Regions from separate parts of the Danio rerio genome. Here region 1 is linked to region 2. The links are chromatin contacts, called in public Hi-C maps. All regions are on one chromosome and are shown on one strand. The core of a region is the stretch at or near the end of the contact, and the rest is flanking DNA. Distances in the headings are between cores, read along the strand shown.

Region 1 (3,607 bases), core at 386-2,885, 53 kb after region 2:
TTTCAAAATTTATCAAAAAGAGGCTACTACTATATGTTATAAGCTTTACATTTAAGTACAGCAGTTTTCTTTTTACTTTTTAAGAACGGTGTATTTTTTATTAACTTTTAAAAGCACATTTAGTTTAAACGTTGATGTTTTATTTATTTATTTGTTTTACCTTAAGCAAAGTGCAGTTTTAATGTTCAAACTGTTTATAATGTTTAAAGTGTCTGATAATAATAAATATTCATATTCATATTAATAATATGAATTTATCTGCCTTGTTTTTGAACTCTGCAGAGCTGTAGCTGCTAAATTAGCCCTACTACGCTACTGTATTTCAATGCCTGTCATTATGGTAGTACTTGAGACAATTTTTTTCTGAGGTGGTGAGTTTGAGAACCACTGAGTTAAGGCAACTCAAACCGTTTGAGGAAACCGATTGCTCCAAACCATTTGAGTTAAAAAAAACTATATGAACTTCAATACTGAGTTCAAAACTCTTTTCAAATGAGTAGAATTAACTTTCAGTAAATTTGAGGAAACTACACTCATTTCATTTGATAAAGTTGACTGTTGGGTTTTACAGTGTGCAGTATATACAACGTTATATGTGTAGCTGTTATGAACAAATTGGCATGTAAAGTATGTTGTTAAATAAATAAGTGTGAATGTGTATAAAAAGTAGGGTTGTTTGTTTTACAATTGCTATCATAAAGTGTTCATGAGGTGGAATTGCCTGAGGAAAGAAACTGTTTCTGTGACTAAAACGCTGAATGAGAAAAGCTTTCCTTCTTGAACATACAGTACAATGTTGGAAATGTTTATTTAATCTGAAAAAAAAAACTATAAACACATTTGATATTTTGACCAATTTTCACTTTCTGGAAAAAAATGTTTTTAAAATGGCAACATTTTTATTTGAAAGAAGAATCAAATGACAGTGAAATCCTAAAGTTCACCATAAATCACAGTGCACAGGAAAATTTACTCAGTTCAGAGTTTTTGGTCCATCTTTATAATAAGGCAAACAGGTTATTAATAAGAAAAGCTGCTGTTTGTGGAGTTGCTTATTGATCAAGTTGATCTTCTGCTGAGATTTTGAGAGATTCAATATTTGAGCTGATTTCATTTAAGGCTGAGACTGAAGTCAGTTGTAGTTTTGTGTTTCTCTTATGTGTTTCTGTTTATTAACAATAGGTGTTCATCATCTGTCCTCAATCATCACCTAATTAATTCTTTCATTGGCTCATTAACTTGAGTGACATTAACTCAATTTAGAAAGGGACCAAATACAATTTAAACTGAGTAAATTTTGCTGTGTATTAGAATACATTAAAAAATCTATAAAAAAAATGTATTATGTTTTCTGATACTGTAGTATAGCCTACTTTATCCAACTAATTTAAATCCAACACCATCTATAGTAAATAAATAAATCAATAAATTCATGTAAATCTTAAAGTCTCCTGAATGCATCCTTCAGCGCCACCAGATGTGTTTGCATGAGTTTGTTAGTGCCGTTACATGCTCTTTCTCCCTCTCCGATGGCTCCAGGGAAGTGCCAAGTCGATCTAAGCACCCCTCACTAGGCCACCATATGTCTGCCCAGGAGCTCAGGACTCCAGATCGCTCGGTGTATCATGCATGAGTGGCCGGTGAAGCTGCTAATGCTGTAATTAGAGCAGGTCAGCTGATCTGTGCGGTTCAGACTCCTGATGATCTTATGCTCATTAGTGATACTGAAAACAAAGGGGTCCTCTGAGAGAATTAACCCAGGGGCCCCGTTTATACTGTATATCCTAGACTGTGGATATAATGGAAAGCTCATCGATGTCTAAAGCAAATAGTTCACACACAAATCAATGAAAATTTGCTGTTGATTTACTCACCCTCGTGACATTCGTTCATGGTGTAGGTGAATTGTTTTCCTCTTCAGTAGAATGTACAAGATAATTTGATGAAGCTGTGGTGCATTTTATAGGCATTTATAAACGTTTATAAATAGATGTACTACTTCATCTCTTTATTAAATTTTGTGCATTTTGTTTTGATGATTCTTTAAACCTTTGACAGGCCACCTGGTTGACCTTTCATCCATAGGTTATAATTATTATTTTATTTGATTATTACTATTTTTTTGAGTTTTGTCTGTATATTATTCAATGCAAGATGTGGGCCATAAAATGAATGTATTTTTATTTCGGCACTCTTGATATTAAGCTATCCTACACTCTCAGTAATAAAGGTACGCGAGCTGTAACTGGGGTGGTACCTTTTCATAAGGTACACATTTGTACTCAAGGGGGTCCATATTGGTACCTAAACAATTTAAGAGGAATACTTCTGTACTTTTTAGGCACTAATATGTACCCATGAGGTATTAATATTGACCTTTTAGGTACAAATTTGTACCTTATGAAAAGGAACCACCCCAGTGACAGCTCACCTTTATTTCTGAGAGTGTAGTTGAATAATAGTGTTTATTTCTTTAAAAACAAAAAGATACTTTCCAAACACTTTTTAGAAGTGTATAAGTTTACAAACAAATTTTAGTAAGAATAGAAAATACTGAAATGTAGCTTTTTATTCACAGATATATGAATCGTATAACAAAAAAAATTATATTTTATTTCAGAAATCTTAAATGCTGGCAAACTAAGAAGACAATCTATGGAACTTGTGGAGTTGTGCATTGATGGATTTGCTCTTTAGTGTTTGGACTTTGAGCAGTGAAAATTAAGCCACAATGAACTGAACTAAACTGAACTGCAACTCTGAAAACTGAACTGGCACAGTTTTAGTTTACTAGAACTTCTACACTCTCAGAAAAAAAAAATGATGCAATGTTGTACCAAAGAAGGTACAAACCCTTGTCACTGGGGCAGTACCTTTTTATGGAACAGAATTGTACCTTCAGACAAAGAAACAAATTTGTACCATTGCAGTTTGCACCTTTAGGACATGATTTGTACCATAGAAAACCAAAATATACCTTTGGTTTTTATAACCTGCAGATACTATATTGTACCTTCATTAAAGGTAAATCTGATCCATGAAGGTACCACTAAAGTGACAAGACATTTTGTACCTTAACAGTGTCAAATGTGTTTCTTCAAGAACTATTTAAAGGCATTTTGCTACAGTATATCCAAAATGTGTCAATTTATAAATATAAAATTTCAAATACATTTTTAAACAATTAAAATTTCATATTTTAAGAAGTTTATTTCTGTGCAAATGCACCTTTTCCATTTACAACAAAGAATAAAAAAATACTTTAGCATAAATCGAAAGATCTATTTTTGTGCTAAACATTTCACAACACTTTTCACAAAAATGTGAAAACAGAAATACATTCTCAAATGTACAATATAATTAGTTTTCTCCAATTTTCACACAATACCTTTGTAATCATCTAAAAGTTAATTTAATTTACTTAATTTTAAAATAGAAAACAAATTATGCAAAAGTATTGTAATGATATTTGCACAATGTTTGATAAGTTTTAAAATATTAAAAAGTCTACATTAACACTTTGAATATGCAGGATTTTTGCCAGCTCAGGTGCGTAGTGGAAAGCAAATGCCAAAAGGTGCAGATATCAATAATGAAAATGTATTTA
Region 2 (3,916 bases), core at 102-2,601:
GCCCAAGCCATAGCTAATACAAGCACAAAAGCTATCCAATTTTTTTTTTTTTTTTTTGCTTAAAAATAGAAAAGGCTATTTTGTACATTTAAACACTGTTGTAGTGTTGTTGATTTTTCTTTACGCATCGAAAATAAAATAAAGTACATTTATTCTACGCGAATTTGTGCTTTAATAATAAGAAGAACAAAACACATTATTGGTCAGGTTGCAAAATACATTTTTAAATAATAACCGGTCTATTTGGTTGATTAATCTGCTCACAGTTTTTCCATAAAAAATAGGCCTACTGTTCTTATTTATCTACTGTTTTTTGTTTGTTTGTTTATCTGATTTGGACAATTATCAACCGAACACAATGTTTAGCTTAGCATTTCTATAATTAAATATGCAGACTTTGTCAAATTTTTTTCTACATAACCAAGTCAATAGCCATTTTATAGCTAAATTTCACTCGTATAATCGGTCACATAATGTAAATCTGGAAAACGCACCTGTTTTTTGCGGCCGCGGCTCTGTCCCTTTGTCTTCGATTTTTAAACCAATTCCCCACTTGAGTGGGAGTGAGTCCTGTAGCTTGTGCAAGCTCTCTTTTTTTACTTGGGTTCGGATAAGGATCCTGAAGATACCATTCTCGAAGTAAATGCCGGGTCCTTTCTTTAAAGCAGTGCGTCTTTTGTTCTCCATCCCAAATAGTTTTAGGCAGGGGGAACTTCTTCCGTACCCGGTATTTGTCCACTGGTCCTAGCGGGCGGCCTCGGAGCTTCTCTGCCTCCTGGTAGTGTGACTCCAGCCAAAGTGCTTGCAGTTTGGAGTGGGACTCTTTGGTGAACTTGTGGTTCTCAAGAATGTGGTACAGCTCACGGAAATTCCCAGTGTGGAAGGCTACGATGGCTCGAGCCCGCAGCACAGACTCATTTCGGTTCAGCACCTCGCAGGCAGCGGGCGCGACGGGGAGCGACCAAAGGAATCGGCCGAGACGCTCGATGTCTCCGCTCTCTTCCAAAGTCTCGCATACCCCCGCTACCTGCTGGGGACTAAAATTCAAAATTGGCAACTGAAACATGAAGGCTTCTGTTTCCCCCTCGCAGTCCTGTTTACCTCTAGCACGGTTTCGTGCTTTCTGTGGCTTTTCTCTCGCTCCCCAGCCGAATCCAGACAAAAAGGCAATTCCAGAGTCAGCTGATGAATGTTAGACGATGCAGAGAAATGGAGATGTCGCTCTGTCGGTCTGACGCTGCCTCGGTTGGAGACACCGAGAGTTCGAGGGCAGGAGATTATAGCACAAGAATGAAGATATTTTTTTGAGGAGGGAAAAGACGTGCTGCCCGCTTCTGTGTTTCTATTGGACTTGGCAGATTGGTTGCGTAGTTTCCACGGACGCCTGTCAATCACTGTCAAGCGTGCCAATCACGCGGAACGGAGCTTGAGTAGATTTCAGCACCTCCCAGACCTCGACAGCGCCTTTTAGAATGTAAACATCAGCGACCTCTGTGTTTACTGAATCCCCGCGAGTTAATTACGCTCGATTGCGTGTTTCACGCTCATCCTAAACGAAGTTTCTCTAACATAAACTTTAAAATATAAAGACATTTTTAAGTCTAATAAAGCGTTTAATCTACCACAAAGCGTTCTGTTTGTGATGTCAATCGGAAGACCTTCGAATCAAAGAACACAACTGGCTTATCCTTCCACATACTTGCGCACAGACGTTTCCCTTATAGTGTGTCGCGACAAGCGAATGTTTCGGATTAAAATGACAAATGACATTAAATAAGATCATCCGTGTGCTATGTGGATTTTCAGTGAAAAGTCATTCGTCAGTTCCCGATTCTCGCTTCGTAAGAATAACGGCCGCTGACATAAAAAGGAAACAAATTAGGAAAAATTCGTTTAGTTAGGCATTCAGCTATATGATCTCGTAGACATCTGACAGCTCAGCGCAACAGTCATTGGCCTGTCAAATTTAATATCGTGCGGTTCTGAAACTAACGAGTCTTAACTGGACAAACCATTCCGCCTTCCAGCCGCACGTGGATATGAGTCTGGTTATGCTGATTTTTCGTTTGCCTATACCAGTAGACCAAAGACTATTAACAGCTTACATAAGTATAGTTATAATCAAGCATTTTAAAAGACATCACTGAATGCGACTTTTAAGCAATCTTTTTTTTTGTGTCATGTGTAATTTGATTATCTGTTTTTATTTATTTAAATCAGTGGCTACCATAGGCTACCATAGTTATTTTTTGCTCAGGAGGAGTACCAGTGAATAAACCTGTCAACCGTGCGGTTTGTGGAGATGCCATATCATGAAAAACTGATATAGTATCAACTACAGCTCGCAATAAATAAGAAGGCGGATGGATAGCGCAGATGGTTTGAAGTGTCGGGTCAGATTATTTCACGGCTGGCTACAGAGGAAAAGTTCATTCTGACGGAAAGCCCCTGATATTATTCTCACAGACCCACACAGTTCATTTGAAGAAAACCCTTCGGGCCCTTTTTGCATGATGTATGAGCGGCCCGTAGCTCCGATTATAGAACTACCGTCTGCATATATACGGGAAGCTGCTCATTTTTATGCAGTCGGAGACCGATCCTGTTTTTCACCGTCAAAAACAAAATCTGTGGGCTAACACTGCCTCGAACCCAATTTAGCAACAAGTTACACCTGAAATTATCATTATTGAAACAATTGTAACAATACAAAAAATTAGGCCTATATAACAAACTATAGCTAGATATTATTTATTATATAAAGTGCAATAAGCAGCAAAAAGGGCATACATAATATTTAAGGGCAAAAAACTATACATTTTCAAAACATTTCAATTTAATTCATTCATTGCTCGATAGTTCATCATTATTTCAACTTTTGTAACAAGAGAAAATAGATAAGAGAAGCCAGTTTCTTTTACCATTTCGCTAGCTTATTTTTGTCTGGAAAACATTCATCAGAGACATGTTGGCTATTTTACAGTGGGCTTAGAGATCGTCCCGTTCTCCGCGCTGCGGGCCGTACGAGCATATGAAACAGGAAAAACGTTGTTTTAGTGGCCTAACATGTTTCAGGCTTCAAACATTCAAAGGCCGTTTAATATTTAATATTCTGTCTTGTAAGTTTGAAACAGCCGAACAATTCCATTGTGCTGCTCTTGTCTTGAAGAATGAGGAAAAAAGCGACCTCGTGGCCTATATCTGACGTTCATGATTAAAACAATTTCAGATGTTCCTACAATAATTTGGAAATTATTATATTCATTTTCAATTGTCAAAAAAAATATACTTTTACTGCTTCATATTTTGTTGAACTCTTTAGGTAAACGATTCATCAAATGTTTAAGTCCATTATTAAAATTGCTTAACATTTAAATCGATGTACATTTCTGCATTACTAATTGTCTTATTGTAAATGACTGAAAATCACATGACTTTAAATAGACACGTATTGCTTTTATGCATGCACGGAGTTGATTGACATTGTTAGCATGTTTTACTTTGTAATACGTTTTGCATAAAGATATGATGTAATATGTAATATTAATATTACTATAAATTATTAAGCACATTAAAACATGTTTTCTATATTGAACTGATCATATTAATTAATATATATTTTTTAAGATTTTCAATATATTACAGCTGACCATTATTATTATTATTATTATTATTATTATTATTATTATTATTATTGTTGTTTTTGTCATGGTTATAGCTGTGTTTTTTTTACTTTTTTTTCCTACCTTTTTAACCACAAAGGTCTAATGAGAGAGATCCTTGCTTTATGTCTTCAACCTTTTTCTTGTGAGACAGTTAAAGTCATCGGTTGTGGACTACAGATTCCCACGGTGTGGGGTCACAGCATGCCCCACAACATAAAAAAATGGAGCAAAAGAGAGAGAAGGAGTGAGAG

What was found. Hi-C and Micro-C count contacts between places; a contact is called where the count stands out from the background.
Region 1: a contact with region 2 is called in a Hi-C map of embryo, with 2.1 times the contacts expected there. The contact joins the enhancer-like site here to the promoter of six6b in region 2. A contact is called at or near these places in 7 of 18 Hi-C or Micro-C datasets (caudal fin, embryo and an unstated tissue) and 1 of 4 datasets of contacts at active chromatin or transcription factors (embryo).

The regions. Positions count from the first base shown.
Region 1 is chr20:23,128,111-23,131,717 of GRCz12tu, forward strand. No RefSeq gene overlaps it. Among named protein-coding and RNA genes, the nearest start is that of ppm1ab, 24 kb to the right of the region's middle. Within about 2 kb of position 1,636, at least 6 of the 62 cell types and tissues checked have an H3K27ac peak or open chromatin away from gene starts, as enhancers often do.
Region 2 is chr20:23,075,218-23,079,133 of GRCz12tu, forward strand. six6b (SIX homeobox 6b) reads right to left here and starts at 1,352. Exons shown (of 2, transcript NM_001020585.1): 1 at 495-1,352. The coding sequence starts at 1,066. It also overlaps a transcript of prkchb not described here.